Regions from separate parts of the Pan troglodytes genome. Here region 2 is linked to region 1. The links are chromatin contacts, called in public Hi-C maps. All regions are on one chromosome and are shown on one strand. The core of a region is the stretch at or near the end of the contact, and the rest is flanking DNA. Distances in the headings are between cores, read along the strand shown. Region 1 holds the start of TMEM200B (transmembrane protein 200B). Region 2 holds the start of EPB41 (erythrocyte membrane protein band 4.1).

Region 1 (6,950 bases), core at 444-2,943:
GACCCCACCCCCGCACGTGGCTGCACCGTAGCAAATGGGGCGGGGGCGCTCGGGCCTCCCAGGTCCGCAGGGGTCGCTCGCCGGGCCCCACCTCCCCCCTACTGTGCTTTACATACCGCAGCGCGGGAGGAGGGGGCGTCACCGGCTCCAGCCTCTCCCTGCCCGCCCCCTCCTTCCAGACCTCCTCCGCCCGCAGCGAAGCTGCAGCAGGAGCGACTTGAGCTGGACACCGGGAAGACCGCTCGGATCAAGACCAGCCAGGCAGAGGAGGAGAGGCGGCGCCGACTTCGCCCAAGATTTCCATCAAGTCCACGCATGAGAGGCCTCTCCCTCCCCCAGCGGTCGTGCTGGGGCCACGGCAGCAGGCGGGGGTGCCGGTGCCGGGCGCTGGGCCCCGCCGGACGGATGCCCTCCCGGCTCCCCCGTCGGCCCGGGCAAGGCTGTTCCCAGGTTGCGACGTTTCCAATTCGGGCTCCTCCGGATGAATCATCCCCCTTTCCCGCCGCCTGGCCTCCTTTCCCGCCTCCTCCGCCCGAGGCCTCCGTGGCCCGTGGCCCGGTCAGAGCAGCACCGCCCCTGCGCCTCGGGATCCGGGCCGCACAGCTTAAGCCCTCCCGATTGCCGGCCGCGCCCTGCCTGCGGCCTGTGGCCTGGATCCCGGGCCCAGCAGGAGTAGCCGAGCTGCGTGCGGTGTGGCCCCCACGAAAGGGAGGGCGAGGGAGAAGACGCGGCCCCCCGCCCAGGCGCCCCAGGCCGCAGGAGAGGAGGCTCAGGGCCTAGCTGTCCAGGGTCGTCCTCACTGCTCGCGTCCGCTTCCTAAAGAACCACCGCGCTGGAGCCCGCAGCCGAAACCTCGGGGAGGCGGCCTTGCTCCCCGACCCACGCCCCATCCGCACCCCAAACCTCAAAGCAGGACACCCATCCCTGCCTCCGACTGGAGCGCTCAAGGCCCGGGCCTAGCAGGGAGCCGCCACTCTCCCGCGTCCAAAGCCTGGTTTCACAGACTGCAACTACGGCCCAGGGAGGCCGGGGAGACTGCCCGACCCCGCACTAGGCGGGGGCTCTGCCAGGTCCGACGCCGGGCTCCGGGGCCCCAGCCCTAGACCCCTCTCAGGACAGCCACGGGAGTGTCCAGGAGGAAGCGAGGCCCATCCCCTCCTTGTCCCTGAGTTTGCAGCCCTTTCCCCAGCCCGCAACAGGAGGAGCGATCATCGCTTCAAGCCAGAACTGGCGCTCCCAGCCCCGGCTCCAGCAAGGTCACCCGGAGCCCCGCGCGTCGCTGCCGCGAGGGAGGCGAAAACAAGCAGAGTGGGGACGTGGGGACATGGGGACACGCTCAGAGACCCCGAGCCGTGGAGGTAGTGGGCCGACGCTGGGGACACCAGGGAGGCGGAAACTTGGGGACACAGCGCACAGCCCGACGGAAGATGCTGGGGCCGAGTCCCCAGGACTCCAGGGTCCCGCCACCGCCCGCGTCCACACTCCCGCCTGGGGGAACGGGAGGGCCGCGCTCCCGCCCCCAGGGGCCCTGACCGAGGGAGTGAGGGAGGGACCAAACGAAAAGTTGGGAAAAGTGGAGTGCGGACCCCTGGACCCCAGCTCGGCTCACCTGGCGCCGCAGCGCCGCGCGGGTCCGGGTCCCAGTCCGCGCGCGGAGGCTCCAGAGCCGCCCGGGTCTCCACGGCCCGGCCCCAGCCCCGCCCCGGCCCCGCCTCCAGCCCCCGGGACCGTCCGGCCCGGCCCCACCGCCGCTGAAAGGCGGCAGCTCAGGTCAAAGGATCGCAGGTAGGCGCCGTGTGCGCGCCTGGTGACTCCGGGCACCCGTGGCCCGAGTCCTGCCATCCCCACTCTCCCACCCCCACTCTCCCACCCCCAGCTTACATCGGTCGCAAAGGCCCACAAAGGCGACCCCTTCCTACATGGGGAAACTGAGACCCGGGACCTAGGAGCCCCGACACCCGCACGTCCTTCCCCGCTTCCCAGAGCCCCTCATCCCAGGCGCCCGGGGAGCTTCCAGGAGGAGGCGGCCCGAGTCCCTGCTCTGCCCCGGTCCCGCAGCCCTTGCTGTCGCTGAACCTCGCGGACTTCATCTGTGCAATGGGCACCAAGGCTTCAGCCTCGCAAGATGCCGAGAGGCAAGAGCCAGACGCCAAGGGCCAGCCCCGGGCGACTCCGCAAAGCCCTCAGCGAAAGCAGCGCCCGGGGAGGGGCGGGCCTTGTAGCTGAAAGGACCGGACTGGGTGCTGAGGTGCCGCCGGGTACTCCTAAGAACAGGCGCCCCTTCGCCAGTGGGGAAGCGGGCTTGTTCCCAATAACGGGGAGGGTGCTGAGAGCTGCGACCCCGCCGGCGAGCCCGAAGGGGGCGGCCCGGCCTTCGCGCCCTCCCGCCCCTAGAGGCAGGAATGCAGAGCGGGGGAGCCAGGGCGGCCGGCGGTCGGCCCAGTTTCCATGATGCGGGGGGCGGGTTCGGGGGAGGCGGCGACCGATTTCCAGGCTCAGCGGTCAGGCCGGGCCCCCCGGGAGGAATTTCCGGCCTAGGATTGATTAAGGCCCGCCCCTCCCCCCAGCCGTGGAGACCCCCGGCGCGCAGCCGGGGGGAGGGGCGCTAATGAGACCCGGCTGCGCGCCGCGGACAGGGAGGGGACCCGAGGAAGGGGCGGGCCAGGGGCCGGGGCCACCCCCCGACGCGGGGCGGAGCCGGGTCCCGGAGCCGCACGGCCAGGCCAGGCCTTGAACCTGAGCTCCCGCCCTCTGGGTCGGCGGAGGAGAGTGGGGGTGCATCAGTGCCCCCCGGGAGCCCCTCTTCCAGCTCTTAAAAGCCCCCTCGGGGGGTCGGTGAGGTCACGGGCGGACCAGAGGGACCACAGTGGGGAAGGCCGAGCCTTGGCTCCCGGGCTTCATCCCTGCGAGGCCGTGTGCGAGATCGAAGCCAGGGCCTCCTTGCCTCCCCAGTCCGACTGGAGGCTCCTGAGGTCTGGGTCCGCTCCACGGAGGCCTCCCTCCAGCTCCTTTGCTTGGGACCCCCGCCCCCATCAACCCTCCGCTTCGTCCACTCCCCGCACACTGACCCCACCGCCGTCGCACCTCCGCCTCCCAGCTCTCCCTCCCACCCCTGGGCTCCCTCAATCCCACCCCACGCCTGCCCCTCCCGGCCCACTGCTCTTCCTCCAATAAGCCCGGCTTCTAGTCTGACTCCCTGGGCCCCTCGATCATCCCCTGCCTCCAGCTCTGTGAAGGGCCCTTTGTCCACCCAAGCACGGGGTCAGCCTTGGCCCCTTCCTCTCCCCCTCTCATCCCACCCACAGAGCCTTGGGGGCCCTGCTCTTTTCATCTGGGGCCAGCCACGTTCTCCCTTTCCCGTGGCCACTGTCCTGCTCCGGCGTCCAGGCTCCTCCTGGAGCCCATGGTCTCCTGCCTCCCCCCGTCCTAGTGCGCTGCAGACAGGCAGCAAGGGTTTCCACTCTGAATCTGAGCCTGCCACTACCTGCTTAAAACCATCAGTGACTCCCCAAATCGAGTTGGAAATCTCTTCTTGTCTCCACGAACTGGCCCCGGGCCTCTTACACTCCCTCAGGGCTTGGTTGGTCCTTGCTTTCTGGCAGGAACACTTACCCCCTGGTCGTGCCCTTGCCACCTTCTACACATCCTTCAGACCCTGGGCCTTCCCCCAGCCCCCAGACCAGGTCGGTACCCGCTCTCCTGCTCTGTTGTACACTCACAACACCAGCAGCTTCCCTGTGCACCTGCAAACTGAACCCACTGGGAGTGGAGTCTGTTTCCTGTCTGTGTCCCCACTGGCCATGACTCTGAGGGGGCAGGACTAGGTCTGTCTTGCTCATCCCTGGAGCCCTGTGCCCAGCACAGTGTCTGCCCACAGCTGGCCATCCCCATTAGAGGAGGGTGTGCAGGCCTGTGTCTCCTCCAGCCCAAATACCTTCCTGATCTCCATGCCAGGTGCCCTGGCCCAGACAGCAGGAGAAAGAAAGGACTCCTCTCTGTCTCAGGCTCCTCATTTGTAAAAAGGGAGAAATAATACCTACCCCACAGTGTTGTTTTGAAGGTTAAATAACAGTTCACCTGTGGCCGGGTGCGGTGGCTCACACTTGTAATCCCAGCACTTTGAGAGGCTGAGGAGGGAGGATCACTGGAGCCTAGGCGTTCAAGACCAGCCTGGGCAACATAGCAAGACCCTGTCTCTACAAAAAAATTTAAAAATTAGCCAGGCACTGTGGCGCATGCCTATAGTCCCAGCTACTCCGGCGACTGAGGTAGGAGGATCTCTTGACCCCAGGAGTTTGAGGCTATAGTGAACCATGATTGCAAAGCCTGGGTGACAGAGTGAGATCCTGTTTCGAAATTTTTTAAAGAAGCTGGGCTTGGTGGCGCATGCCTGTAATCCCAGCACTTTGGGAGGCCGAGATGGGAGGATGACTTGAGGTCAGGAGTTCGAGACCAGCCTGGCCAAATGGTAAAACCTCATCTCTACTAAAAATACAAAAATTAGCCGGGTGCGGTGGCTCACGCCTGTAATCCCAACACTTTGGGAGGCTGAGGTGGGCGGATCATGAGGTCAGGAGATCGAGACCATCCTGGCTAATACAGTGAAACCCCGTCTCTACTAAAAAATACAAAAAATTAGCCGGGTGCAGTGGTGGGCACCTGTAGTCTCAGCTATTCGGGAGGCTGAGGCAGGAGAATGGCGTGAGCCCGGGAGGCGGAGCTTGCAGTGAGCCGAGATCGTGCCACTGCACTCCAGCCTGGGCGACAGAGCGAGACTGTGTCTCAAAAAAAAAAAAAAAAAAAAAAAAATTAGCTGGGCGTGGTGGTGGGTTCCTGTAATTCCAGCTACTCAGGAGGCTGAGGTGGGAGAATCACTTGAACCCAGGAGGTGGAGGTTGCAGTTAGCCAAGATGGTACCACTGCACTCCAGCCTGGGTGACAGAGCGGACTCTGTCTAAAAAGGAAAAAAAAAAAAAAAGCTTGTATAATAGAAAGATGACCAAATAAGGAAACAAATGAGTTCTTCAAAGGAGACTTAGTGTCCAGGAAAGGACTCTATGGACCCTGAGAGGATTTAGAGAAGAGGTATATAGGCTTGAACCCGGGAGGCGGAGGTTGCAGTGAGCCGAGATGGCACCACTGCACTCCAGCCTGGGTGACAGAGTGAGACTCGGTCTCAAAAAAAAAAAAAAAAAAAAATTTAAGAAAGGGTTCACATGTTGAGCGCCTGGCACAAAGTGGGTTCCGGCAAACACCTCTCCCTCTTCTGATCATGACGTTTCAGGTACAGAGGGCAGTGTTTGGGGTGGGTAGAAACCTTCCCTGGGGTCACTGGGGTGGCAGAGGAGGGAAGGGCCCCCTTTCCCAGATGTCCTGTTTAATTCTCTTGAGAGCTCCAGGAGGTCAGTGCTATGCCCAGTTCACATATGTGGTTTGGAAGAGGCAAAGCGACCTGCCCACAGGCACAGCCAGGCTGATCAGTGCCCACTTCTCTTTGGAGGGACCCTCCCCAGGACTGCTTGGTTAGGCCCTGTGAATGTGCAGATGTGTGGGCTGCTAGTGGCCTCAATATTGGGACACTGATTGCTCCCATGAGGCCAGGACCCTTCCTGAATCTGCCCTGGCATCTGTGTCACCTGGACTCCACTTCTGAACTTGGAAGGCCTGGATGAGATGTCCCCTGGGGACCAGGGGATGAACATTTCTCCCCTAACCTTCTCTGTGGAAACAGGAAACCTGATTCAGTGACCCCGAGGCCCCTGCCAACCTGAGGCTCCGTGTCCTCTCCAGAAGCCACCTCGCAGAAGGAATGGCTGTTGCCTCCTGCATGTCCGTCTCTCTGCGGGCCATGGAACAGTGGGGCCTGCAAATTCATTTTCTCTCATCCCCACTTTAGGAACATCCCATCTGGGCTGCCTGGGCTCCAGTCGTTGTCTCAGGGTGGCTGGAAGGGCTCAGAGGACACAGCCTGCTGCTAAGGTGGTCTCTGGACACTGTGCCTTACGGCTCCTATCCAGAGACATCACAGCCTCAACTAAGAATTTGGAGCCCAGCTTGAAAGGGGAGAGCATAGTCTGGGACCTGGTTTTGCTGTTGCTGCTGAGTCGTCCGCTGGGTGCTGGGCAAGTCCCAGCCCTTCTTGCCACCCCTGCCTCTGTCATGAGCCCTTTGCAGGTAGGACTGGCTTGCAATTCAGGGAGAGATGATTGGAAAGTAGAATCCAGAATCCCGGTCTCAATGCCCCATTATATAAAGGCAGAATCAATACCCAGAGAGGGGCAATGACTTGCCCAGGGTGACCCAGCTAAGGAATGGTGGAGTTGGGCTTCAAGCCCCATGGTCACAAAGTCCTATTTGGGACTCAGGATCTTAGAGGGCAATGGTCCTGAAATGTGAACCCCAAATCCATCTCCCACTGCATAAAAGCTCTGACTTGGGTGAATCTGGGCTCCTGGAGAAGCCTGAGGGAGAATGAGCTCCCCATTTCCATGGCTTTCTGTAGCCCAGAGAAGACACAGAGGCAGAGCCTGGGTAAAGCTGGGAAGGTCAAGGAGATGAGACCCTCCTGTGGGACAGGGTGATGCCAGCCTCCTGCCTGAGTCCTTTGGTGGAGGGATAACAGTAGGAACAGCACCATCTCACCGAGCTGCCCCGGCTACCAGGACCTTTGTACCCATCACTTCAGAGTACAAGACACTCCTGTGAGCCTGGCGCAGCACTCACCTGTATCACACATGTGGAAACAGCTTCACCAGGTCCGGCCCTGTCTGTGGTCACACAGCTGGTCAGTGGCAGAGCCAGGGTCAGAAGCAGGTGTGGTGGGGTTGTTGTTGTTTTGTTTTGGGTTTTTTTGAAATGGAGTCTCGCTCTGTTACCCAGGCTGGAGTGCAGCTCACTGCGCTCACGATCTCAGCTCACTGCAACCACCGCCTCTCAGGTTCAAGCGATTC
Region 2 (6,987 bases), core at 2,079-4,578, 240 kb before region 1:
GCATACAATTGCTTTAGGGTCTTCCTCATAGGAAGCCGTGAGTAACAGCAGGAACATCCATTATCCACACTTTGCAAATGCCTTTCCCTTCTAGTATCATGGTCCTGGGAAAAGCAGCAGGGTGAGAGCCATTAACTCCTTTGACTGATGAGGAGACAGGCTAGGAGGAAGTCATAAGCCCCGTAAATGGTGGAGACAGGATTCAAACCCGAAACGGCCACACCCGCTGCCTTGGGCCTGAAAGTCCTCTCCCTCTCTACCATTTCTTGTGGCCTGGTCTTGTGACTCTCTGCCCCTTTGTCAGTCTCAACTTTTAATAATTCGCTCAATGAAGCGCTGCTGAAGGAACAGAGGCTCCCACGTGTGCACTTCCCCGCCCCCACCCTGTCTGTTCCTTGCCTTCTTTATCACCCACCTCAAGCCCATCTGAAGCTGGTGGGAGTGCCCAGGCTCTGACAGGATAAGGAATTCCTGGAGGTCCAGGCCTTCTCAGAGGAGCGGGGGGAGACACAAACAGGTTCTTTCCTCCACCCCCCAAGCTTATCAGCGCCCCACAGGCTCCGGGGAACTGAATGCTCAGCCAAGGGAGGAAAGCTGCCCCCTGCCTGTCACCTTCACACCCTCTATTACTTATTACCCCGTCTCTACTAAAAATACAAAAAAAAATTAGCTGGGCATGGTGGTCTGTGCCTGTAATCCCAGCTACTAGGGAGGCTGAGGCAAGAGAATTGCTTGAACCTGGGAGGCAGAGGTTGCAGTGAACTGAGATCATGCCACTGCACTCCAGCCTGGGCGACAGAGCAGGACTCCGTCTCAAAAAAAAAAAAAAAAAAAAAAAAAAAGAGTGGTATGACCTTGGGTTGCCACTTTAGCTCTCTGAGCCTCAGAAGCTCTTTAGAACATTTTTGGCTGTTAGGATTCAATAAGATAAAATGAGCAAATGCCTGTAAAAGAACCAGGATCGCTAAATGTGAGTGGCTTCTTCAAGAGGTCACTGCTGACGGGGGCATCTCAGGTAGCAAAGTGCTCCCTGCAGTCTGGGGATGGAGGCGAAGATTATGATGTCACTGGCAGAGGCCATGGGGCAGGGGGCCTGCAGTCCAGGGAGTGACAGCTTTCCCGCTTCAGTGACTGACAAAGCCACACAAGGCCTTCACCCACACAAGTGCACAAGTCACCTCAACGAGAAACACACACACAGGTGCCTGGGTGGAGGGGCCGTGGGACGGGGCAGAGCTCTCTAGGTCCCAGGGCCTGAGGCCCAGGGGACAACCTGTTTATAGGACACAGACAGACACAGATTCACACCCTCTATATAAACTCACAAACAGGGGCACACCCTCACAGGCACCAAAACACACCCCCCTACACATACACATACACAAATGCACAGAAACAGGAGATACAGGATCACAAGCATATTCCCAAATGCACTCCCCACGCACAAATTCAGAAACGCAGAGCCCTCCCTAGCCACCACACACACACACACACACACACACACACTTATCAGGCTGGGGCAGGCACTGGCACTGCTGAGTCACCCACAGGCAGCTCAGCCCAACAGAGCTAGAGCCACGTGGCTGCCCCAGCAGGGAGGGGGCAGGGCCCACAGCAGCTCTTTAGAATCACCCCATCCACCTGACTGCTGGGGTTTTCCTCTCCCTAGCCCTTTGATTGAGTCAGGGGTGGGGATGGGGTTGGGGGAGGAGCCACTGTTTGCAGAGGCCAAATCAAAAATTTCACAGCCTGCACTCTCCTGGGTGCAAGAGTACACGTGAGAGGAGTTAAAAAATACTACTAGATTAATTACTATTTGCAAATATATTTTCACATACTCTCATTTAACCATCACAACAGCTCTATATAAAGTTAGCACTATTATTAATCTCATTTTACCCCGGGGTTGGGGGCGGGTGCCTTGCCCCAAAGCCCAAAACCCAGACTCACCTGCCTCCAAATCCCTACCTCATAACCCCTGGGCAATACTGTCTGGTGGGCAGGTGTGATATAGGCAAGTGAAAGGTACATCAATGTGCTTGGGAGCCTGGTTGTCTCTGTGTGTGTGTGTGTGTGTGTGTGTGTGTGTGCTCGCGCGCCAGGCTTCCCCAGGGGATTCACAGGGATAGAGACTGAAAGGGTCTCAAGTGTCCTGATTTCTGGTCGAAGGATCCAACATTTCTCTAGTCCCTTGGAGCCCACCTCCCTCCATCAGAAAACATCTCCCCAGTCAAAGGGCTCAGTCTGACCCTCCTCTGCTAGACTATGGGCTCCTTGAAGGCAGGAACCAGGGCCCTGAAGCCTCAAACAGGACCTGATTCAGAGAAGTCCTCAGTGAATTTGGAGGGGGGGAGAGTCAGTCAATGTATGACTTTTAATTCAGTTATGTATCAATATAACAATAACATCAATAATTATAATAAATGCTAATGCTTATTGCATGCTTACCCTGGGACTGGCACTGTTCTTAGCACTTGACATGGATTCTTTCATTCAATTCTTGCCACAACCCTTGAGGAAAATACTTTTATTAACCCCACTTTGCAGAGGAGGAAACTGGCTTGGAGAGAGTTAGTAGCTCACCCAAAGTAACTCAATTAGGAAGTGGCAGCGTTGGGGATTGGAACACAGGAAGTCGAGTTACCCCATTTAGTAGGAAGATCACTACATTCAGAGGAAGGCCTTTGTCCTCAGCGAGCCTCAGTTTGCCATATTTGTCCAAAGAAAGGGTTAGTTTTCCACGGTGCTCTGGCCTGGAATATTCTATGATCCTATGATTCTGTGACGAAGAGCTTTTGAAGTGTCAGGGTTAGTTTTAAAATGAAAGAGGCCATTCTGCCGGGTGGTGAGCTTCCTGACATGGGCATATGTAAGCCAGCTTAGGCCTGAAATGGGAGGGAGGGGATGAGACTTCGGCCAGTGACCATGGAAGCGTTGATGGAGTGGACCATCAGGAGCGGAAAAGTCACTGAGAAGAGTGGCAAGGCGGGCACGACAGGATCCAGAACTCGCTTTTACGGAACGCCTACTGTGTACCAGACCTATGCTTGACATTTAACTTACATCGCTAATTCTCAGGAAAACATTGTAAGATTTATGGTTGACGAAATTCAGATCCAGAGAAGTGACTTGTTCAGGGTCACGCCGGACGAAGTGGTAGGACAGGCGATCCAGGTGAGTCTCCTCAGGGTCACTTCCCTAGATCCCCTCTGACCAACCCCTCTACCTATTACCCTTAGGAGCAGTACCACGTGTCAAATTGCTTCACACTTTTGTCATATGACGTCACACCAGTCAATCCAGGAACTCCCTGCCCTTCCCTCCCCTGACCTCTGGGGTCTATCAAAGCAGCCCCCGGCTCAGTGTCCCCGCCGGACGAGGCTACACCTGCAGCCCCCGCCCCTTCCCAACTGCGACTCTGGCACTCCTCTGCCCGGGCCTCCCCCTCCCCGCCCCGCTGATCGGCAGTTGCCTGCGCCAATCAGAGGGCCTAGCGGGCGGGGCGGGGCCTCACGATGGAGTTGCCCTGTCAGTGCAGGTGGAGGCCCCGGCGGGGCAAAGTGGCAGGAACCTCTTAAAGGGCGAGAGCGGCGCGGAGCCAGAACGCGGTCGGCCCGGTCCCCGCCGCACCCAGCCCAGGTGAGCCTGGACCACCTGGGGGGCGACCCTCGGTCCCCGGGAGGGACGGGGTGAGGGACAGAAGAACCTACCCCCAAGGGCTCGGACCGTCCCGGGAGAGGCGAGACCGGGGTCGAAGGGTCCAGGGCTGAGGGGTCCAGCGGTCCCGAATTCCAGAATCCGAACTTGGGGTCCAAAGGAGTCTGGGCATCTTAAAGTTCAGGGTGCAGGGAGGGGCGTGGGAGTCTGGAGAGGGGGTCCGGGAGCTCGGATCCGGAGCTAGACACGTCCGGGTCCGGCCGGTCCTGGCTGTCTGGGGCGGGGGTCCTGCATTCGGTGTCCGCGGGAGAGTCCCTGCAGGTCGGCGCAGCCCCCGGCCGCCCCCTAGCCCCGCCTTGCCCGGCCCCGCATGCTCCTGCCGGGCCCGCAGCAGCGCTGGAGCGGGCTGGCGGCTCGCAGCCGGAGGGGGCTCCGGGGCCTGGAGCCCCGCGCCCCGCTCCGGCCCTTACGTAACTGACTTTGAGTTTCCGGACCCAGGGACCGACCCGCCAGCTGGGGCGCCGGCTGTGCCCGCCAGGGTGGCCCCCCCGGCCGCCGCGCCAGCCCCACACCCTCCCTGCCAGGCTTGGTCTAGGGGACTTCCCTCTGTCTGGGTCTCCCGGGTCTCTCTGTCCGGTTCAGGCTCCGGTTCCCTCTCATCTCTGGGTTCCCTGTATCTGTCATCTGTCGTCTCTGTTTTGCTGTCTCTTCCTGTCTCTGTCCTCTGTCTTTCCTCAAGAATTGTCTCGCCCTCACCTACACTTCCCGGCAGGCCCCACCTCTTCAGGGTGGGACAGGACCCCTCCTCTCCAGCTAGTTGGAGGCAGGGACCTGTCCAGACCAACCCGAGCCCGAGCTCGCTCCAGGAGTGGGGAGGAGAGAGGAGGGTTGGGGAAGATGATTCTAGGACCCTTAGCTCCTGGGTCCGGGAACGGACGACCCCTTCTCCGCCTCTGGAGCCCTTTCCTCCAGAAGGAGGAGGCTTGGACAGAACCTGGCTGGGGCTGGGCTTAGGGCAACTGGGAGTCCCTGTGAGAGCTGCCTAGTGTCTCGTCAGGGTCAGGTCCTCAGCTATTGAAGGAGAGCGGGAGGGGCTGGGGAGGGGCCAGAGCCCTGGCACGCGCCCCGGAGCTTCAGCAAGCTCCCTACCTCCACCCAGTTTCAGGCCTGGAGGATGGTCTTGGCAAGAGGCTGGGTGGGGAAGGGATCTGCAGGAGGAGGCTCAAGGGACTTCTGCATGTTGGGGAGGAGGGTGGAGATAGAATGACAGACCCGCAAGTCTAAGGAGCACCTACTGGGAACACTCCCTGCCTTGAAGGCTCTCCGGGGTGTCAGACAGACACTTCGGAAATAACTGTAAATAAGGCGTTAAAGCAGGTGTGAGGTGGGAATATTATTTCTTCTTTTTTTTTCTTTTGAGACGGAGTCTCGCTCTGTCGCCCAGGCTAGAGTGCAGTGTCGCGATCTCGGCTCACTGCAAGCTCCGCCTCCCGGATTCACGCCATTCTCCTGCCTCAGCCTCCCGAGTAGCTGGGACTACAGGCGCCCGCCACCGCGCCCGGCTAATTTTTTGTATTTTTAGTAGAGACGGGGTTTCACCGTGTTAGCCAGGATGGTCTCGATCTCCTGACCTCGTGATCCACCCACCTCGGCCTCCCAGAGTGCTGGGATTACAGGCGTGAGCCACCGCGCCAGGCCGGGAATTATTAATTATAAGCCAGGAGAAACTTTGCGCAAGGAGGTAGGAGGTTTGAGAAGAAAGGGAGCCAGAAGCTGAAGGGAGCAGAGGGAGGGAGGAAAGGGGACATCCAGTGCCCAGTAGGCTCTGCACACAGCAGAACTGGGTTGAATCCTGACCCTTCCACTTTCCTGCTGTGTGATCCTGCATGAGTCACTTCACCTCTCTGAGTCCCAGGCTTGTACTTTGTCAATAATCCGGACCTTGCAGGCATAAGCAGCATCAAATAGGCAATGTGTATGCAGACCAGAATGGTAGCTGGTCTGATAGCAGGCCAGTAGTGTGTTTTAAGAAGGGAATGGAGTGGGGAAGCCCTGAGGTTTCCGCTGTATGTATAGGAGAGCCAGGCACCACCTGCCAGGTCTCAGCAACATGGGGCATGGGTGGAGTGCCTGGGTGTATGGGTGATACTCATTGAGGCCACACTGGCTGTCTCCTGATTGGCCCATCCCTCTACCTCCTAGACCAGGGCTGGCCTCCCTCCTGTAGGCTCCAGGTGCCAACAGAAGCTCCCACCCAGGCCGCCTTACTCCCCAGACGAGTGCGGGTAGAGCCCTGTCAGGGCAGGGCCAGCACCCTCTCTGCAGAATGGACCATGGCCAGGAGACTGGCTGGCCGTGCTGTGCAGGAACATCCGTCTGGCTAGGAAGATGCTGACGCTGTGTAGGCCCCATGGAGGTCCAGACCTCTGTTGGCTGGGGCTGGGCCCAGCTGATGGAACCTAGGCTGCAGGGTGAGACAGAGGCTGAGGTGGTGGGAGTGAGGAGGGGAGGTGCAAGGAGGGACTCCTGGAGAGGAATCCTGAGCCCAGGTGTGGAACCAAACCGAGCTTCCTTCGGTTATTCTCTAAGCCTTTCTTGAGCACGTACTGTGCACCATATACAGGTCTGCCAGCCACAGACCTGAACAGGATACTCACAGAGGGCTCACCACAGAGTTATGGTGTCCTGAGATTTGTTAGGGGTTTGCAGAATGGGCCTGTATGACAGTTCCTGGGGATAGGGGAGTTCAGAATTTTCCCAGGGCCTTAGATTCTGATATTTTATTTTATTTTTATTTTTATTTTATTTTATTTTATTTTGTTTTTTTGAGACAGAGTCTCACTCTGTTGCCCAGGCTGGAGTGCAGTGGCATGATCTCAGCTCACTGCAACCTCCACCTCCTGGATTCAAGCGATTCTCTTGCCTTAGCCTCCTGAGTAACTGGGATTACAGGCTCCTGCCACCATGCCTGGCTAATTTTTTTATTTTTAGTAGAGATAGGATTTTGCCATGTTGGCCAGGGTGGTCTCGAACTCCTGACCTCAGGTGATCTGCCCACCTCGGCCTCCCAAAGTGCTGGGATTACAGGCGTGAGCCACCGTGCCTGGCTGATTCTGATATTTATTAAAGGGAGTGGGATTCCACTCCTTTATAGTCTGCAGGCTAGTCACTTTGCTCCCTGGGTTTCAGTTTCCCTTTCTGTGAAATGAGTAGGGGAGATAAGTCTAAAGTCTCTATGAGTCTTCCAGCGCCTATTACTATAGCCTCGGGACCTAGTTTGGGACTTAGTCTACCCCCTACTCTCACCCCATGTGAGGGGATAGGATGGAG

Evidence for each region. A called contact is a pair of places that touch in the nucleus more often than the background predicts.
Region 2: a contact with region 1 is called in a Hi-C map of induced pluripotent stem cells, with 3 times the contacts expected there. The contact joins the promoter of EPB41 here to the promoter of TMEM200B in region 1. A contact is called at or near these places in 4 of 7 Hi-C or Micro-C datasets (blood, induced pluripotent stem cells and stem cell-derived neural progenitor cells) and 1 of 1 datasets of contacts at active chromatin or transcription factors (stem cell-derived excitatory neurons).

Annotation. Positions count from the first base shown.
Region 1 is chr1:201,853,433-201,860,382 of NHGRI_mPanTro3-v2.0_pri, reverse strand. It overlaps TMEM200B (transmembrane protein 200B), which reads right to left and starts at 1,693. Exons shown (of 2, transcript XM_016957626.4): 1 at 1,610-1,693.
Region 2 is chr1:202,090,930-202,097,916 of NHGRI_mPanTro3-v2.0_pri, reverse strand. EPB41 (erythrocyte membrane protein band 4.1) reads left to right here and starts at 3,328. Exons shown (of 21, transcript XM_063783718.1): 1 at 3,328-3,639.